Linked DNA regions of Mus musculus: regions 1 and 2 are each linked to region 3. Evidence: chromatin contacts called from public HiChIP or PLAC-seq data. All regions are on one chromosome and are shown on one strand. The core of a region is the stretch at or near the end of the contact, and the rest is flanking DNA. Distances in the headings are between cores, read along the strand shown. Region 1 overlaps Osbpl9 (oxysterol binding protein-like 9). Region 2 overlaps Calr4 (calreticulin 4). Region 3 holds the start of Kti12 (KTI12 homolog, chromatin associated).

Region 1 (3,682 bases), core at 840-3,339, 330 kb before region 3:
GGACAAGGGACAAATGGAAAGGTTCAGTGACTCACTGGTTCCAACCAAGTCCATCTTCAGGGTCCAGACTCCAGACTTAGATTTCAATAGAGGCAAGAGGCATGCTTAACTAAGCAGCTGAGTCATGGTGTAGTCCTGCCCCTCACCAACCTTTCACTGGCTTTTGGTTACAGCTCTGTCTTGCTAAAGTTAGCATTGTGTGAAATCTCTCTGATAAATACATCTCTCTGCTGGCACCAGGGTTCCTGAGAAATTCCAATTCCTTGGAGTCTATTGTTTCAAAAGTCTGATAGCAGGGAAGAGGCACATGTGCCTTTCTGTAGAGTATCTTTGCTCCTGTCTGGATGATTACACTTTGACCTCTGATAAAATTTGTTGCTCACGAGAATTGTACCTGTCTAGTTTTAAAGAACATCACTACAGTCTGTGTTTGTTTATTTAAGGTAGGAGCAAAAAGGGGGCATAAACAGGGGTACTGCATGATTTCTGTAGTAAGTACTTGGGACTACCTCTTGAGGGTGAGTCATGTCTCCATTTTACCAACAGGGAAACTAAAGTCTGAGAACAGAAGGGATCTGGCAAAGCTGAATTTCAGCATTTTCCCACAGCCACCTCATTTTATTAAACTGTGCGGTCTATAGTACCTTCTTTATCTGTGGATATGTGTGTGTGTGTGTGTGTGTGTGTGTGTGTGTGTATTATATATATTCTTATAACTAACTCTAGAAATTATAGGGAATTGAAATTATTTTGTACATTTAAAGAATAACTTTCATATAAATGGTATCTGCAGCTTTGGAGCCTAAATGGAGAATATTTTGAATGTTTCTTGATTTAAAAAATTTTATTTACTATAAATGGTGTGTATGTGTGTGTTGTATAGCAGATGTGTCCAAGGCATAGGCTTGAAGACTACTTTTGGGAATCAGTTCTCTTCTCCCACCAAGGGATCTAGGTCAAGTTGTAGGGCTTTTGTAGCAAGCAGTTTTACCCACTGAACCATCTTGCTGGCCCTTGAAGATTTAAAAAAAAAAAACTTTAAAAATTTTATTTTATGTATATGCTTGCATGCACTTAAGTACCTGATGTGTACAGTGCCCATAGAGGCCAGAAGAGGGTGTTCAGTCCCTGGAAGTGGAGTTACAGTGATTGTGAGACACCATGTGGTGCTGGGGACTGAACCCAGGCTCTCTGCAAGAGCCACCCGTGCGCTTAGGCTCCAAATCATCTCTCCAGCCCCTATGGATGGCTTCTTAAGTGGAATCCTGAAGTTCATCTAAAGTAAGAAAACATAGCCTCAGACTAAAGCGATTCAGAACCCCTGTTGGGCAACAGATTTAATACATTGAGCTGAGTGGTTCTTACATGCTCTTAAAATGACTTTCCTATTCCAGGATATAATTTTCACACTCCACTGGGAAAGAAAATATTTGTTATTCTTTGAGATCAGAGAAAAATGAAAAAATTAATTATTATGACATGCTCTACAGCTTTTGATTAGAACGCAGAGAAATCCAGGGAAGTTTTATTTCCCCACAATATTATGAAGGGAAAGATTGTCTTTTAAAAATGGCTTTTTGGCAGGAATGGTTATAATGTAGTCCAGGGCCTCAGCTAGAATTTCCTGAGGGTAAGCAGGATTAGCTTGTTAAGGAACCTGGAACATGGGCAGGCACTGCAGGCAAGAGAACAGTCTGTCAAAGCCCTTAGGCATGAAGGACTGGCTGGTTCAGGGAGCTGGAAAGTCAGGCTGGGCCACAGGAATGGTGGGAGCTTTTGGACTGCAAGATTATTTTGTTCTGGTTTGCTTGACATATTTATCTTTATTTTGAAACAGTCTCCGTATGTAGCCCAAGCTGGCCTGGAGCTCGTGAGGATCATCCAGACCTAGACTTGAGAGCAGTTGGGCTGGTCTCGATAACAGAGTTCAGGGGGCACCACCTGGAGTGTTCCAGATTATTGTGTTCCTGAAGAAAGAATCCAACAGGCTCGGGGAGATATTAACAGGCAAAGGAGACAGCTTACTGAAGAAGGAGCCGCAGAGGGGTGGTGCCGGATGGAGCTCAGGTCCCTAGTGTGCTGCCAGTGCCTTACCCAGGAGCCAGCAAGCTTCACTGCTGCAGCCCGGGCCCCCACTCTGGATCTCTGGATTCAGAGTTGCTCTCTGTCCTTGCTCCTTTGTGCTTTCTGTGCTCTTGTGTTTGGATTGTTTGTGTGAGACTATTTTTTTATCGTCGGTTATTTTGTAGAATGCTCCATATTCTGATTCGCCTGAGCAGTTCCTCAGCTATTTGTGTAATTGCTTCCAGTTGTTTTAGTGTTTTGTAATTCATAATCCAAATGGAAGCAACATCATTGGCCTGTCTGGCCTTGTGTCTTGTGATTTTAAAAACTGCTTTACAATGCAGGCGGCTCAAGGATGAAGGAGATGGGGGAGGAGGGGAAGGGAGGGCAGGGAAGGGAAGAGGAGAGGAGAGGAGAGGAGAGTGTGTATGTGAATAGCTTTGCATTCTAATCTCATTGGTTGTATTCTAACCTAATGAATGTTTTTGTATCATGTCTTTATTGTTTTGGAGAGAAGATAAATATAGTTCCATAAAAGGGCTATTAAGTGCTTAAGAATGCCTCTCTTAGCAATGCTTTTATTAGTTGCCCTATTAGTAAGGAACTCTTTGATCATGCCCGGTATTTTCCCCCTAAATTATCTATCTGTGTTTGCAAAAATAAAAGCAGACTGTCTTCAGAATATCAGCAATCACTTCTGAACATGAATTCCCATCGCTTAGAAATTTGGAGGTTATAGGTGTCTGGGGCTTCAAGCAGGACAATTGTACAGTCACATGGAGTCTGCTTGTTTTGATTTTTTTTTTTCATACAGGTGGGAAGTGGAAAATATCAATTATTCTACAAGTATTACATATGTATTACAATCCCTCTCCTAGATTTTACTTAGGGTGGCCAATTAATTTCCAGGAGCATTTATTTCCTGGATGTCAGCTCTATGCTTCCTGTAACAGCCTGAGTTCCACCCAGGCTAGTGAGGGGACAGAAGGGACAACAGTGTCTCACCAGGATATGCTTTTTGAGCACCTAATGTATACCAGACACTGCACTAGAGCATACAATAAGCCAAGATAGACTTCTCACCCTCCTAGGAATGCCCCAAAGGCTGTACATGCCCCAATCAAGGAACACACAGGAGGCTGGGCACTCAAGGGTGAGAATCCAGACCAGATGGCTAAGGCACTTTGATGAGTGGCTGCAAAACAGAAAAGGAGACATGACATCTGGGGATTGCACGGAAAGTGTGGTCCCTCCCTCTTGTCCTCATCATGGGGAGAGATTCTTACACTCAATGCTGGTCTGTAGTGAAGGGACATGGAGAGGGATAGACATTGCAGTGGCTGTGTGCACTGAGGATGTGTGTAAAGTTCTGTGTTCAGGTTGGTTTGAATAGATGGCAAACTACTTTCATTTAAAAGCTGGTAATTTCCCTGCAAGAAGAGATTTCTTCTGTGGCAGATGATGGGCAGAAAGAATGGTCAGTTCTGTAAATGTTACTCAATTTTTAGTACACAGATGACTCTAAAAACATTTGTCTTAACCTTTTATTTATTGAGCGTTTTGTTTTTTCTTTTAGTCCAAGGACAAAATGATGAGAGGCTCTCGAAGAGGATGCGTT
Region 2 (3,412 bases), core at 889-3,388, 410 kb before region 3:
GAGTGCTCTTTAATGCTGAGGGGACCATTGCATGCTCTCCCAACTCCTTCAATGGAAGAAAAACCGGTTTGTGCCACAAAATTAGCTGCATAAAGCTCGTCTCTTCACCCTGGGTCTGAGCTGCTATTTCAAAAGTGATGTCCCAATGTGCTTGGTATCAAGCAGTGCCAGAGAGATCTTAGTCAGCTCATGTACGATATCTTAAAACTTGATACTATTTTGAAACTGCCTTTTGTGGGTTGGTGTGCCTTGGCTACCACCCCAACCCCCCATACCCCTCCCCCAGGCTATGAAAACTCTCTACAGTCTGTGGGCTGTCAGGTGCTAATCTTTCCAAATTTCTTTCCACACCCAACCGCCACTTAAAATTGTTTTTTTAAATATTTATTAATTCGTATGTATATATACTGCATGTGTGTAGAAGAAGACAATTTACAAGAGTTGGTTCTTTCTACCATGTGAAATTCAGAGATGAAACTCAAGTTTTAATAGTTAGCTTTTTTACCCAATGTACTATCTCCTAATCTAGAATATTCTAAAAATCCAAGACCCACCACTAGGAGCTGAGCAGTTTTTGCATGCGTGCAATTCCAGCACTCAAAGGCTGAGGTATGAGGAAGTTAAAAGCCAGTCTATGTTTCAAAGTAAACTCTCTGCCAATCAGGGCAACAGGGCAAGACTGTGGGAACCTGTCTCAAATGACGATGAAGGTGCTCATGTATACATGTATACAAATGCCAAAGAATATATAAAAGATATTCTTTTAAAAATTAAACATTTAGTTTTTCTAAGAAACAAAACAAGCTGACTATGTCCCAGCTTCCAGGGAGGAAGGGAGAACTTCCTGCCACTCTCACTGATCTGATGACTCCACTTCCTGTTATCCAGGCTCCTAGTTCTTTAACTGCAAATCTGTTCTACATTTTCTTGTATTCTTCAATACCTGGCTCAAAGGTCTTTATGAAGGTGTCTCTGAAACCTGCAGGCATAGGCAGAGTGAGTTGGTGGTTTGGTTTTGTGTTTGGTTGGTTGTTTTTTGAGATAGGGTCTAGTCCAGGTTGGCCTTGCGGTCACTATGTAGTTGAGGATAGGAGTTCACACTTTCCAATGGATATTTAGTGAGTACCTTGATTTGTGTTGGTAACCCTGTCGTTTACTGGTTCCTTAAATGTTGGATTAAAACAAAAACAAAACAAAAGGATATAAGGACATTTCTTCCATGTGACAGGTTACTTTCTGTCTGTATTTCGTACTAATAGATATTCATTCAAATCGCCTGGTGCAGTAGAAGGCTAAGCTTTTCAGCCAGATGAACCTGAGATCAGATCCTGGCCCGCCCCTTACTGACTGACCCTGAACAAGTTTCTGTGTCTGCAACATGAAGATAGCAATGATCTCTGCAGTGACCTCTGTAAGACTGAATAGATGCATTGTAGGCACACTGCGAATTTGTGGGAAAATGCTTTCTAATCTATAAAGAACTACAAGAACTCAAGAGATAATGATGCTGTGAGCCGGTGGAACAAAAAAGATAGAAATAAGACAAGCAAACTTGCAAACAAGTAACAATTGTTTAAACATAAGGCAAGAGCAGCAGGCAAACAAGGTGACTTTCATGAAGTATTTTTCCAAACGTCCAAAGGATGTTCTGCTTTTGGCTTTAGGTGCTCAATACATTTAAAAAAAAAAAAAAAAAAGGAAACATTGGGTTCAACTGTTAGCACTGCTCCATAAATACTAAGAATTGCATATATTTAAACAAAAGAAAAACCCCAGTTGAAAGTAAGAACCAAGTTTATATAGAAGCTTATTTACCAACAATTAATTTCATAAACACCATGATAATGATAGTAGTTTTAACTACTACATTTTTTTTACAAGTATTTACTTTGGGCATGTTACAGGCATTGCCTCATTCAGTCCCAAGGGCCATTTCATGAGATAAAATTATCATTCCCTTTCTACCAATGAGCAAATAGAGCAGGGAAGGGGAGTAGAACTATAAATCCAAAGTTTATCTAAAAAGAATGAGTCGTTTTACTTCCCATAATTTGCTAAGCGAGGGCCCATTTCCCTCTCTAAGCACCGTCTCTGACTTCGGCCACACCCAGTGTCTGTGCAGTTACAGTTCATCCTTCTGATCCAAGTGGGCTTCCTTCTGGTCCAGAGACGCCCTCGCTGCACTGCCTTCCTGCTTGAGCCTTTCCTCTGCTTCCTCCTCGTCGTCCTCTTCAGCGTCCTCCTCATCCTCCTCATCTAGTCCCCAGACGTCCTCTTGCCTGGCTCTCTCCTTTTCCCTCTTCTTCTTGGTCTCCTCCGCCTCCTTCTGTTTCTCCATTTCCTCATACAGCTCTCTCCACTGCTGCTCCACATCCTGTTTAAAATGTGGGGTTTCAAAGTTTCACAGATGAAGTAAACAGATAGCCCATTTTAGAAACATCTGTTGTCTTCCCATTGACTTCAAGGTTTCTAGGATGGTGTTTATTTACATCTAGATTTCAGCGCCTGTGGGGTAGTCGTCTGGGTGTTGATGTATTTCATTTGTAAATAAAATTGATCTAAAGCTAGGCATACACATAATCCTAGCACCTGAGAGGTGGAGGCAGGGTCAGGAGTTCAAGGTTATCCTCTGCTAGACAAGGATGTTAGGGGTTACCTAAGACCTTGTCTCAAAATGAAATATAAACTAAAATAAAATAATTTTAAAAATATAAAGTGGACTGGCAAGTTGAGTAAAGGTGACAGTGCTTGACACCAAGCCCATAGCCCTGAGTTTGCTCCCTGGACTCACAGCGGAAGGAAAGAACCAACGGCACAAGTCGTCCTCTGACCTCCAATACTGTGGCATGTGCGTGCACTCAGACCTGATAATATGTAACATTATACTAAGTAGCATAAGTGTAATAAAAAATTTAAAATACTAAAATAAACTAATTCCTCCTCTTGCATTAGATACCTATGTCATTACCCACCTTAGGCTAAACAATATTTGTGTGTTATTTGTATTCCTCACAATGATGCATAAGGTCATGTAGCCCACCTTCGATAAGGGCTATCTAATGTTTGGGATTCTTTCTAATTCATTCATTTGCTTGCTTATTTTGTTCTTGAGACTGGGTCTTGCTATATAATCCAGAAATGGCTTTGAATGCTTTCTTTTTTTCTTTTAATTTTTTTGAGACAAGGTCTCTCTATGAAGCGCCAGCTGTCCTGGAACTCACTATGTAGACCAGGCTGGGCTCAAACTCTCAGAGACCCACCTGAGAGTGCTGGGATCTAAGATGCACACCACTGTGTCCAAACCTTGAATTCTTTCTTAACCCTTCTGCCTCTGCCTCCTCCACCCTGTGGGACTGCAGTGGTGGACATGCCGTCACACCCAGCTCATATGGATGGTCTACATTTTGTTTAA
Region 3 (3,703 bases), core at 923-3,422:
CATGGTGACTCACAAACATCTGGAATAGGATCTGATGCCCTCTTCTGGTGTGCCTGAAGACAGCGACAGCATACTCATACATAAAATAAATAAATCTTTAAAAAAAGGAAAAAAAGAAAAGGAAAGCAAATCTAAATTATTTTTTTGACACAAATATAATTTGGAATATGTTTGTTAACTCTTTACAAGTAGCAAGAAACTTCCAAGGTCTAGAAAGTCTAAAAAGTTGCATTTTGTTCCTTAGCAGACTATTCTACAGTGATATTTCAAATAGTAACTTTTCTAAAGCTCTTCCTCAAACACCTCCTAGCCACTGGTCAACAGTCAGTAATAACCCTGCACAGGTTATTCTGGGATGGCTGGCATTCATCCTGCTAAGCATGTTTGCACTTCACACAGCTGCCAAGTCTGAAGAACTATATGGATAATGAAAATCCAATACTGTTTGCTACCAACAAAACTAAGAGTAATGTTTGCCTTAGAATATTCAATAAACATGCAAGGTGCTACAATATATAGGCCAAGCAATCAAGCCTCTCATATAAAGATACTACATGTACATATAAAATACTAAGTTGCAGAGGAAACAGTAAACTACATCAAGAGACCAGCAGGTAATTTTAGAAGATTTTATTAGAGAAAATATCTGGTGGTTGTCTTACACAAATATCAGTTTCCCAGGGACAGAACAAAAGATATATATATCTGTGTTCCAAGTGCCAGGTCAGAAGCAAGAGGCTCTGTGCTCAAAAGTACTTGGAGTATGAAAAGGCCATTATGAATACAAAACTGTTATCTTCGGTTTCTACTCACAGTTGACTTAATCCCGATGGAAGGCCAACAGTGGTGTGTAGTATTCCTAAGTAGACTCCAACCGAAGCCCCCTGGTGTTTTTGGAGCTACCACTCAATGCCTCAGCTTATGCTAACTACACACTCAGGGTATGGCAGTGGCAGTTAAGAAAACGAGTCAAAACTTGGCCATCTTACTACAGTATGCTTTGCAGACCTTCGGACTATTCTTCCTAAACAAAGTACAGTAGAATAGTCAGACACGAGCCACAGCTGCTGCCCACTACCTCATTAGTGCAAACTCTGGTTCAGATACTGAAGAAACATGTTGGCCAATTGAGGCAGATTCTCGTTATTGGGATGCATTTTGGTGTAGGAAATAAACTGGCGACGGAGGCGACTCAATTCTGCTAAGGTCAAGGGTCGGGTAAATCGGAGGGGCTCCGTGGTGCCAGGGAGCTTTAGGAAGTCTCCGGGCACAGCGCTCTTCTGGGCTTCCATCACAGCGGTCAACACCTGGCTTGTGGCCTGATCCAACTGGTGCAGAAAGCTGCCAGAGGCTAGAGGCTGAGACTGCGTAGACTGATGGGGCGGGGGAGCCCGATTCTCAAACAAGGCAGACCGGATCTCCGCGAGGGGCAATGGCTCTTCTAAACCCACCACAGTGAACAAGGGGCGATCCCAGCGGTTCCGGGAGTCGGGAGACTCAAAGCGCAGCGCTAAGGACTCCAGAACCTCGGGAGGAAAGGCACAGGACGCAGGCTCTGCAGATTTCTCGGACCCCGGGGTCATTACAGCGGAAGGGTTTGATGGCAGGATTTCCTCTGGATCCAGTTCCTTTGAGACAGCGGCCAGAACTCCCCCGTTGGCTACGGGGCTGGTGGCGCGCTGTTCCTCCACAGCGCCAGCCGCCTGAGACTTCCCGCCGGTCTCGGCCCGCGGTCTCCAGCTCACGCTGACAGCCAGGTCCCGGTTCTCGGAGGCGGAAGCCTCCCGAAGCTCGCGGCTCGGCCAGTTCGGCCGCACGCAGTAAAGTAAGCAGAGCGGCGTGCGCGCGGCCCGGGCGAGGCAGTACAGCTCGTAGCGGAAGCCCTTGATGTAGTTCACCGAGTCCAGGATGACCACGTCCTGCCGGCTCAGGCGCCGCTCCACCGCAGCCCGCAGCGCAGCCCGCAGAGCCTTCTCACCAGCGGAGTCGCCGTACACAGTCGGGTCCTGCGCGCCCAGCACCGAAGCATCGTCCACCACATACACCGCGCGGCCCTCGCTGGCCAGCGCCCGACGGAGCTCCTCCGTCCGCTGGCTCTTGCCGCTGGACGGCAGCCCGCAAACCACGACGAGCGGCATGATCTCCAGGGGCATCCATGTGCGGATGTTTGGCGTCAACTTCCGGCAGGAACCGGAAGAGAAAACCGAGCTTCCTGTTCCCTTACACTCTTACGGGACCTTTTGTTTCTATGGGAAACCGGAACTCTAACCAACCAGATCAAGGACCAACATTCTCAGAAAGGAGACGCAAAGATTAGAATGGCGTTAGTTATTTACACCAAACGTTAAAGGCCTCAACAGGATAAGATTACCCTCCGTCAAAGAGGGTATTTATTAAATGGGATTTAATGGGCATTCAACGAAATTACTAGCACCACATTTAGCATACAGAAGGCAAATTACAAATGATGTTTCTCTATTCAGGACTTCTCTTACACCTAGTAGCTCTTAGTAAATGTTTATTCATAACAACTATTTCAGTCGTCAACATCCTTTCATGGTTGGGGTCAGAGATGAATAAAAACTGTTCCCCTAGGAAAATCAAGGTTCAAAAAAACAATATATATATGGAAAAAAGGAAAAAAAAATCAAGGTTCGTATCAGGAAGCATTAAGTGTCCACGCAAAGTAAACACTTTTATGGGTAGCTGTACTTTAGTGTGAAGAACAGAAGTGAAAAAGCTGCCCGGAAACCTCCTTGAAGACTTGATTGATGCTTGAATTTGTTTCTATTTGTTTGGTAGAGAGGGCTGCTGGGCTAGAACCTTGTGAATGCTCTATGCCTCAGCACTATACCCTCGGAGCGAACTTGATTTTGAACTTGAAAGAATAATTGAAATTTCCATCGTGGATAGAGTCGCCAAATACAATGAAGATTTTCCAATTAAATCTGATTTTGAGATTTTTAAAAAGTTGCATAAGTTACATGGGCATATTTAATTTTCCTTTGTGTGAAATTTAAATTTAGCTGGGTATCTTTTTTTAATTAAACTTGGCAATCCTCCTGCAGAAAGCTTGAGTTGAGACCCCCGTGTCATGAGACTTAGGATCTGTTTTACAACAGCAAGCACAAGTGTGATAGGTACAGAAGTATAAATGTGAGTATGTGTGTGACAGGAGTATGATATAATATAGGACACACATGCTGGAGTAGAGTAAGTCTCTAATACAGTACAGGAGACACATGAAAGTCCACTTAATGGTTGTTTAAAGACTGGGAAGTGGGGCTGGTGAGATGGCTCAGTGGGTAAGAGCACCCGACTGCTCTTCCGAAGGTCCGGAGTTCAAATCCCAGCAACCACATGGTGGCTCACAACCATCCGTAACGAGATCTGACTCCCTCTTCTGGAGTGTCTGAAGACAGCTACAGTGTACTTACATATAATAAATAAATCTTTAAAAAAAAAAAAAGACTGGGAAGTAATTTCACTTTTCAGTATTTCAATTCTCTTTTCGATAAAATGTAACAGTTATTATTTCATAGTTGTACCAATCTCAGAGGCTGTAAAGACTAAATAAACCAATCTTTGTAACATTGGCAGCTCCTTGCTTCTGCACCCTCCCCCACCCCTTATGCTCTGCGTGTTTGTGCACAAACTAACCCTCCCTGAAACATTACACTATTTTAGCTTAAGGCTAGTATAT

What was found. HiChIP or PLAC-seq counts read pairs in DNA pulled down with a chosen protein or histone mark.
Region 1: a contact with region 3 is called in an H3K4me3 HiChIP or PLAC-seq map of embryonic stem cells, with 14 read pairs. The contact joins the enhancer-like site here to the promoter of Kti12 in region 3. A contact is called at or near these places in 5 of 39 promoter capture datasets (the 3T3-L1 cell line, the C10 cell line, the HPC-7 cell line and 2 more), 1 of 15 datasets of contacts at CTCF or cohesin (large pre-B cells), 1 of 484 Hi-C or Micro-C datasets (cortical neurons), 25 of 115 datasets of contacts at active chromatin or transcription factors (the 230-238 cell line, the NIH/3T3 cell line, the SCID.adh cell line and 15 more) and 3 of 9 other capture datasets (adipose tissue, liver and pancreatic islet).
Region 2: an H3K4me3 HiChIP or PLAC-seq map of fetal liver shows a contact between it and region 3, with 3 times the contacts expected there. The contact joins the enhancer-like site here to the promoter of Kti12 in region 3. A contact is called at or near these places in 3 of 39 promoter capture datasets (3T3-L1-derived adipocytes, the C10 cell line and neutrophils), 2 of 115 datasets of contacts at active chromatin or transcription factors (fetal liver and large pre-B cells) and 2 of 9 other capture datasets (adipose tissue and liver).

The regions. Positions count from the first base shown.
Region 1 is chr4:109,172,283-109,175,964 of GRCm38.p6, reverse strand. Osbpl9 (oxysterol binding protein-like 9) reads left to right here. Exons shown (of 24, transcript NM_001368727.1): 2 at 3,641-3,682. Among named protein-coding and RNA genes, the nearest start is that of Gm46867, 28 kb to the left of the region's middle. Within about 2 kb of position 2,089, at least 60 of the 459 cell types and tissues checked have an H3K27ac peak or open chromatin away from gene starts, as enhancers often do. A contact at or near this core is called in adipose tissue, cancer-associated fibroblasts, cortical neurons and 3 more, where this site is marked.
Region 2 is chr4:109,252,712-109,256,123 of GRCm38.p6, reverse strand. It overlaps Calr4 (calreticulin 4), which reads right to left. Exons shown (of 8, transcript NM_001033226.4): 8 at 1,547-2,374. The coding sequence ends at 2,123. The region is part of intron 2 of Gm40225 (a long non-coding RNA gene); the gene reads left to right. Among named protein-coding and RNA genes, the nearest start is that of Calr4, 19 kb to the right of the region's middle. Within about 2 kb of position 2,138, at least 31 of the 459 cell types and tissues checked have an H3K27ac peak or open chromatin away from gene starts, as enhancers often do. A contact at or near this core is called in adipose tissue and fetal liver, where this site is marked.
Region 3 is chr4:108,846,326-108,850,028 of GRCm38.p6, reverse strand. Kti12 (KTI12 homolog, chromatin associated) reads right to left here and starts at 2,172. Exons shown (of 1, transcript NM_029571.2): 1 at 617-2,172. The coding sequence starts at 2,138. The coding sequence ends at 1,083. All of the region lies in intron 2 of Txndc12 (thioredoxin domain containing 12 (endoplasmic reticulum)), which reads right to left.